2 separate regions of the Sus scrofa genome follow, and region 2 is linked to region 1. Evidence: chromatin contacts called from public Hi-C data. All regions are on one chromosome and are shown on one strand. The core of a region is the stretch at or near the end of the contact, and the rest is flanking DNA. Distances in the headings are between cores, read along the strand shown. Region 1 overlaps SLC2A13 (proton myo-inositol cotransporter). Region 2 holds the start of SLC2A13 (proton myo-inositol cotransporter).

What was found. Hi-C and Micro-C count contacts between places; a contact is called where the count stands out from the background.
Region 2: a contact with region 1 is called in a Hi-C map of subcutaneous adipose tissue, with 5 times the contacts expected there. The contact joins the promoter of SLC2A13 here to the enhancer-like site in region 1. A contact is called at or near these places in 4 of 5 promoter capture datasets (fetal liver, fetal skeletal muscle, liver and 1 more), 28 of 47 Hi-C or Micro-C datasets (adipose tissue, alveolar macrophages, blood and 16 more) and 2 of 2 datasets of contacts at active chromatin or transcription factors (alveolar macrophages and skeletal muscle).

What each region holds. Positions count from the first base shown.
Region 1 is chr5:71,545,902-71,549,808 of Sscrofa11.1, reverse strand. The region is part of intron 3 of SLC2A13 (proton myo-inositol cotransporter); the gene reads left to right. Among named protein-coding and RNA genes, the nearest start is that of SLC2A13, 130 kb to the left of the region's middle. Within about 2 kb of position 1,563, at least 13 of the 83 cell types and tissues checked have an H3K27ac peak or open chromatin away from gene starts, as enhancers often do. A contact at or near this core is called in adipose tissue and subcutaneous adipose tissue, where this site is marked.
Region 2 is chr5:71,671,819-71,675,649 of Sscrofa11.1, reverse strand. It overlaps SLC2A13 (proton myo-inositol cotransporter), which reads left to right and starts at 1,797. Exons shown (of 10, transcript XM_021092534.1): 1 at 1,797-2,622. The coding sequence starts at 2,064. It overlaps LOC102165502 (a long non-coding RNA gene), which reads left to right. Exons shown (of 3, transcript XR_002344154.1): 3 at 1-134.

The sequences.
Region 1 (3,907 bases), core at 314-2,813:
GGATAGCCAGGTATTTTTCTGGAGGAATTTTTTATAAACCTGATTTTTATATCTAAAAAAGCACATTTTAAAACAGTTAACTAAAAGATGGTTAACTAAGCCTCATGGCTAGCAGCAATTTAGATGTGTGCTTGGCTGCACATAACCCTTTCACCAAAATCACACGTTACTGACCCCCCCCCCCGCCCCGCCACACACACACACACACACACACACACACCCCGCATCACCCTGAACCGTTCTCAGAGCTCTCTGAGAGACTCTTTCCCAGGTTATAATCTTCAGGTTGGCTCAGATGGAATTTTCTTTCTTAGACTGACTATTGATTAATTTCTTTGATGACACACTTTTGCAGATAGTTTCTGGGAAGCTATCTTTTGTATGTATCTTTTGATTATACACATTTCAAACACTTTTTTTTTTTTTTGGTAGCTGCAACTATATATTTTGTTAGTGCCTCCTAAGGTCTGAAGGATCATAGCAATGTCTTTAGAGACATTTTTCTTCCAACCTCCTTACAAACTGGAAAGCAGGGATTTAGAAGTGACATCTGTCAAATGTTCCCTAGCAATTGCTGTTAACAGCATTGTCATTCAGTCCTGGTTTCAGAGGTGCACTGTCTCTGGCTGCTGAAGTGCGACCTCCTATGCTACTTTCTACTCTGGGATTACAGTGGTAAAACTGGGTTCTGAGCACTTGTTCCACAGATTGTGCTTTGTTGTTTTGAACGTGGCTGAACCTATGGAAGCAGCCTTATCCATGGCCATGATACCTTTTCCTTGTTTGTTTACATTTGGAAGAATGTTAAAAAAAAAAAAAAAAAAAGTGAAAGGAAAAGGTGGAGTCGAGTATGTCCTAGTGATTTTGAGCAGGTAAGACCAAACTGATGATATTAAAGCTAGCTTTTAGGTTCATTGTGGTCATGCAGGTGCAATAGAAAAACATAAACAATAAATGGAGATTGAGAACCCCTCCCCCCAAAAAAGAAAAGCATAAACATCACGTCTTTCATTAACACGTGTTCTAACATTTCATAGTAAATGGTTATATCTCCCTTGATTATTATACTGGAAACAATGCTAATTTCTATACCTGGAGTCAAAGTACTTGCCAAATGGCAAGGATTGTTTAAAGAATTAATCCACTGCTAAAGATAAATTTTGAAGAAAGAGGAGATCTGTTCTCAAGTGGCAAAAGAACATCATTAATATCTTCTCTAGCACTCAAAGACAAGAGACAGATGCTACTAAAAAAATATTATGAACTTCTCATGATTGTTTCCCATAAAACACAACTGATTTCATGGTCCTGTAATTTGAACTGTCAATCTAATTTAGCAGGTTTCTGTTGAAAAATATGATTTCTAAAAAATTGAGATGAGAATTGAATTTACTATTATGTACAGCATTTTTTGGGGGAAATAATCAACAAAACATGTAATAAAGGAAAATTAGAAACCTGAAATATCAAAACTCACAGGGATATTAATGAGTTTAATGTGACTTTAAGTTTAATAAGCAGCACCCGGACTCCCAGGCCATCAGCAGGGCTAACGATGTGCATCCTCCACAGTTTCTCAGGGCCTTGTACTCAGGAGGGCCCTGTTGCTAGTCGCTGCTTTGATATTTTTAGTAATTTTCGAATGAGGGGCTCATATTTTCATTTTGCTTGGCCTTACAGATTATATAGCCAGTCCTGACCATTGATGAGTTACTAATCTGAATTTCAGAAAAGGCAGCAAAGATCCTCAATAGATGCAAAACTGTAGAATTTAAGGTCTCAGCAAAGTTTTCTAGAAACTGAAAGCTCCACGTTCTCTCCAAGGCAATGGTTCTCAAGCAGGAGCAATTCTGCCCCCTAGTGGACATTTAGCAATGTCTAGAGACATTTTCAGTTGTGCCAGCTCCAGGGAAGATGCTACTGGCATCTAGTGGTAATAGGCTGTTTAATCCTACGAATGCGCAAGGCAGCCTCCAAAACAAAGACTTTGGGGGCCCCAAATTTCTACACTGCAGAAACTGAAAAGTCCCTCATAACTCATTGTTTGTGTCTCCAACACATGGTACTGCCCCAGGGAGTTTACTCAGTGTGTGTTGAACCAGTGGGTGCAGCCTGGATCTGAGGTGGTTCTTTCCTTCCCATTACAGACTGAAGAATAAATCTGGTGTTTATTATATGTAATCTAACATTTCCACAAGGTACAGTATGGAGAGATATGCTCTCCTGAGGCAGTGCCACTTCTCACACTTACCCAGTTAACTGGCGGGCTCCTACCCTCTTAAAACCTTCTCACAAGTGTGCCACACTCATAGTTGATGGATGACTTTAACAGGATACCTTTATATTTCTCCTGCCACCTGTTGGGCTGTCAGTTTACCAAGTCTTTGGGTGTTTCCCCAAATCTGTTTATGCCATTGTGCTGTCATTATACAATGGTTGCTGTCATTATACAATGTAATCAACTATTATAGAAATTTAGAGAAAGAAAAATACAAAAAAGGAGAGAGATTTCAGTGAAAATCTAAGTTCAGTGCTTTATAAAGATTCAATAAAGGTGTCACCAAAGAAAAATTGCCCTTGAATTAATAAGAAAGATGACTCTAAAAGATTTTGGGGAGAATCAGTATAATTAGACAGAGTCTGTGTTGAATTTGTATAATCATCTTAAGTTTCCACTGTTTTTTTGTGGTGATTATAGACAAATATCTGTGGTTTTTACAGGAAAGTCAATACCTTAGCTAGCTGATCCATGCTCAGAAAAAGGCCTGACTTACATCACAAGATTGCAGAATGACATTGATATATTTTGGGATTGTATGCATTTTATTTAGAAATGTAACTTAAGATGATTTTCTTAATAATCAGTGTAACAGACAACAGAATTTCTACTGTATTTTCTGAAGAAAAAAAGAATATCTTTAGATATTCTACTTTTGTCACTTCTAGAGCTGAACAGCTCTCAGCTCAGTGAAGTCTATGAATAATTTTCCTAACTTACCACTGCTGTGTATCTTAAGAAGATATTCCTTTAGTTTGGGATTCCATAAACACCAACATAAGGCTGTCTCTTGCCAGATACAGGACTTACATCTTTAAGAACTGCTTGCTTTCTTTTTTAGTTCATATATTTTCTCCCTTGAAATTTCCTTGTGGCTGGATAGATTAGAGGTAGTGTGTCATGTTCTTTTAGAATTGAACAAGTATAAATGATTAGAAATGTAGTCAAATCAGTTAATTTTTTTACTGCTGGAATTGAGGTGAGCGATTCATTTGTCTGTGTGGTTTTCAGGATGGCTTTTAACTGATATTATATTGTTAGGACTCATGCTTCTGACCTGGAGCAGAGTTCTGGGTCTCTTAATCCTGAGCTTGTTGAAAGAAAAAAGTGTGCAACCTTTTTAATATAAATCACCCCTTGGTACTTTTTGTTATATCCCACATAATGTTTTTGTTACAAAACATATTTTATCTTCCATCAGTTGTCACAGTTTTTCAGGTATTCTTCAACAATTTATAGGCATAGACATCTTATTTGGCTAGTAAAATAAATGATTTATTTTATGATCAAAGACATCAGGAATTTTTTAAAAAGTAGTTACATTTAACAAATAATGTATAAATATAGGCTTTTAAGAGGTTAGAACATTAGAGATAAAGCTAAATTCTCCTTTACCCATCTGATACAGACTTGAAATGTATCCTTCTACATAGGGACACATGCATACATACCCCTACAGATTATTTTATAGTTGTGGTATCGTGTATGTACTGTTTAGTAACTTGATTCCTTTCTTTAGTCCAGTTCAGTTAATTTGGGTCAGATCTTATATAAATCTAGTTCCTTCCTTTTAGCTGCTATATGATATTCCAGGTATGAAGATATTTCATTTAATTTTTCTTTCCATTG
Region 2 (3,831 bases), core at 548-3,047, 130 kb before region 1:
GGGCAGGCTTCAAGAAACTACATTTTAGACTCATGCCGTGGTGCTAAATTGCACTTGTCTCCTTCCAAAGGCTGGGAAGAACTCTGTTTAACTCTTGGACCCCTTTTTTTTTCATGTCATATTTCTTTTCAGATGTAACCTGACTGTAGGTATTTAGGTGCTCTGATGATATGAAGCAGGACCACTTTAAGTAGTTTAGTGTTCTGTGTCTCAAAAGCTGAATTTCCAGCAAGGGATGCTCAGGAGCCAAGATGTTCTTGCCAGGTGTAGAAGGCATTTTCTTTCATCTCAGCAAGAAAGAAGAGTCAACAGTACCAGCTGATTCTCACCTGGTAGAAAGAGCCCTGCTCTTCAAAAGCAATGAAACATCTCACCACCAGGTGGCGCAGTTTTATTACCGCAGGCACAGAAAAGGGCGCGTTCTTACCTGAATCTTTTTCTGAAGCCTGAATATTAAAGAGTTCATTGCTCCAGAGCTAAAAGCGCTCTCTGTTTAACTGATCCCTAGGAATTAGGAGAGAGCCTTACTTTAAAGCTACACAATAATTTGAGACAGTTTAGCCCTCTGAACCCATTAATTCATTTTTCCTTCTTGCTGGAAAGGAAAGTGCATATTATGGAGATAATCATGACTGATAATCCAGAGGAAAGAAATTTTGACAAATTCTAATATAAGTTTTTATTGAAATAGAGACGACAGAATCCTTTTCTTCAAAAGGAAAAAGTTTAAGGCTGTATGAAAAAAAGAGGCCTCGGACTAAGAAAACTTTCGCTCAGATAAGGAAAATAAAAGAACACAGGAATGGTGAGGAATGGAATTATACGATGCTTTACCTCCTCCACTCAAACTGAAGAATGAAAGCAAATCATAGGGACAAAGTCATGTTTTTATTCTAAAGTTAAGCTGCATAAAATGATTTACTAATAATTTATGTCAAAATGAGGGGAAAAACTAACAACTGGCAATTAACTCAACAGTTTAAAAAATTGGTGGTAAGTAATGGCATCTTTGCTTTGTTTCAAGCCAATGAGGCAGTTAAAATTGCCTCTGCAAAGGAAGGGCAACAGTGAAGAATTCTCAAGGGAGAAGACATTTTTCCTCTTGGTGAGTGTGTTGGGGGAGTTAGGTGGAGACTGCCTATTAAACTTCAAATCAGATGAAATCTTAGGTTTACTTTGTACCAGTAAGAGCTACCTGGTGATATGAGAGTGAAATGTATAAATGTGAATTTCCTTTTACACATAGGGATCCATGGAAGGATGTTTGGGATTCACCTGGGGAGACACTTATCTCTGCGCTCAAACAAGGGGTATTTTGCTTTTAAAATAAGCATAGATTGAGGAGAGACCGGCGTTGGGGGAAACTTTATTGCTCCAGAACAAACTCATTAATGTTAAAATACTATACAAGGGAGGAAGGGTACTTGCTATGTGCTATAACAGGATATGATATATTTTCCTAGGCCATTCCAGGCTTGGCCATCCTCAGGCTGCATTAAGGGGTTTTCTCTTTGCCTTTCCAAACCGTGCAATCATCGTAGGCCCTTTCTCCTATTACCAGGTATTCAAACAGCGGCCTGCTCCTCAGCTGCAGCCCCCAAACTAGGCGTCTGTAAAGCTGTAAAGATGCGAGAGCCCTAACAGGAGGCGCCTAGGTCAGAGGTCGCCCTCGACTTGGGGGTGGGGTCTAGGGGTCCTGGGCGGGCTGAGCCTGGCCCCACCCGAGGAGGGCGGAGCGTCCCTGCCCGGCCCCCCCGGGCCGGGGCTGCACGTGACCTGCGGCCCCGCCTCCCGCCCGCTCCGCAGCGCCAGCTCGGCAGGAGCGGGGCGTGAGTCCCGAGTGAAACCCGCCAGGCTCCAACTCCGCAGCGCCGGGGCTCGGCGGGCAGCAACTTTCTCCCCGGAGCGGCCGCGGCAGCTGCGGCTGCCCTGGCAGTCGGAGCGGGAGCTGGGAGGAGGAAGGCGGCTGCGGTTCCTTGTGTCCGCTCGGGCTGTCTAGCCCTCCTAGACCGCCGGCCCGCGGAGCCTCGAGCCCCCCCCGGGCAGCCCCGGGCTCCTGCCCTATGTCCCGCAAGGCGAGCGAGAATGTGGAGTATACGCTGCGAAGCCTGAGCAGCCTCATGGGCGAGCGGCGCAGGAAGCAGCAGGAGCCGGACGCAGCGAGCGCGGCCGGGGAGCGCAGCCTCCTGGCGGCCGCCGAGTCGAGCGCCAGCCTGCAGGGCGCGGGCGCGGGCGGCGGCGGCGGCGTCGGGGACCTGGAGCGCGCGGCCCGGCGGCAGTTCCAGCAGGACGAGACCCCCGCCTTCGTGTACGTGGTTGCCGTCTTCTCCGCGCTGGGCGGCTTCCTGTTCGGCTATGACACCGGGGTGGTGTCGGGGGCCATGCTGCTGCTCAAGCGGCAGCTCAGCCTGGACGCGCTGTGGCAGGAGCTGCTCGTGTCAAGCACGGTGGGAGCGGCTGCCGTCTCGGCGCTAGCCGGCGGGGCCCTCAACGGCGCCTTCGGCCGCCGCGCCGCCATCCTGCTGGCCAGTGCCCTCTTCACCGCCGGCTCCGCGGTGCTTGCTGCGGCGAACAACAAGGAGACGCTGCTCGCCGGCCGCCTGGTTGTAGGGCTCGGCATCGGTGAGTTCCGGCTTGGGCGCCCGGGGGGGGGTTCCCTGGCGACACCGCCCTGACCCTGGTCGCTGCGTTCCCTATGCCCCTTCGGGGTCCCCGTCGGGTCCGGCCGGCCCTGGAGAATGCTCCATGTCTCTTGCGCCTGCTTGGAAAGCCCATCTGTTTGTTAGTCCGGCCTCTCAGGCTCCCCGGGGATAGGGATGGGGGTTCGCTGTGGTTCCTCCCACCCCGAGCCCCACGTGGAATCATCGCCCACGGACTAGTGAATCCGCGTGATTGCTGCCTCTCTGAGCATTTCCAGGAATCCCTCGCATCACCAGCTTTTTCCTTGATCCAGCCCTACCTGATGCCTATCTAGAGCTTAGGAGGGAAGGTCCCTTTACTTTCAGGCAGTCTCACTGTTTCTCCGCTGCTAGACCCTTTACTTGTCTAAGGATTCCGAAGTACGAACGCAGTCAGTCTTAAAGTCACAGTAAGAGAATTTTTAAAGTTAATTAAATCATCTGGACTCTATTCTTTGCTACTCTTCACTTTCCTTTTCTAGCCATTTATCTTTAGGGTGGAGTGTTATTTTTTTTCCTCCTTTTGTTTTTACTTTTTGTATTGCCCTTTGCTTCCATGTTTTTCTGAAATGAATTCTTGGCTTTTCTGTTTTTATCACTTTTTCCTTTAAATCCATGTTCATCCATTCTCGTTTTTGTTTTGCCTCTCCTGCTTTCCCTTGGGTTATGTTCACTTCCTAAATTCATTTCAGAGCTACTCACGATGTGGATAAATGCCCAGCAAGGTAGATGTTTGCAATTTACCTTCAAAACGAAGGGATTAATGTTCCCTTGGCATTGATTTTTCACCCTGGTTGCTGAGCAGGGGAGGTACAATTGGCAAGTTCTTGGCAGATGGAAGCTATTTGGAATGTGCTCAGTGTTATTAGAAAGCACTTTTGAGGCAAAGTAGGGGGTTGAGACTTAAAGCTCACCAGTCATTTTTCTAAGACACACCGCTGATGCTTTTTTAACGTTTCATTTCATAATTCAGTTTTTTGTTTCCTTTAGGGTGTTGTTGAAGTATTTCTTCCCTATGGCTGGGGATTGATGAAAGAGCCCTTTAAACCTGGGGCTCCTGAGGATCTGTTCATTCACCACGTGTTTGACATTTATGCTTTTCACCTCCTCTCAACAGGCTCTGCAGGGGAGGGAGCCCCAATTATACAGCTCC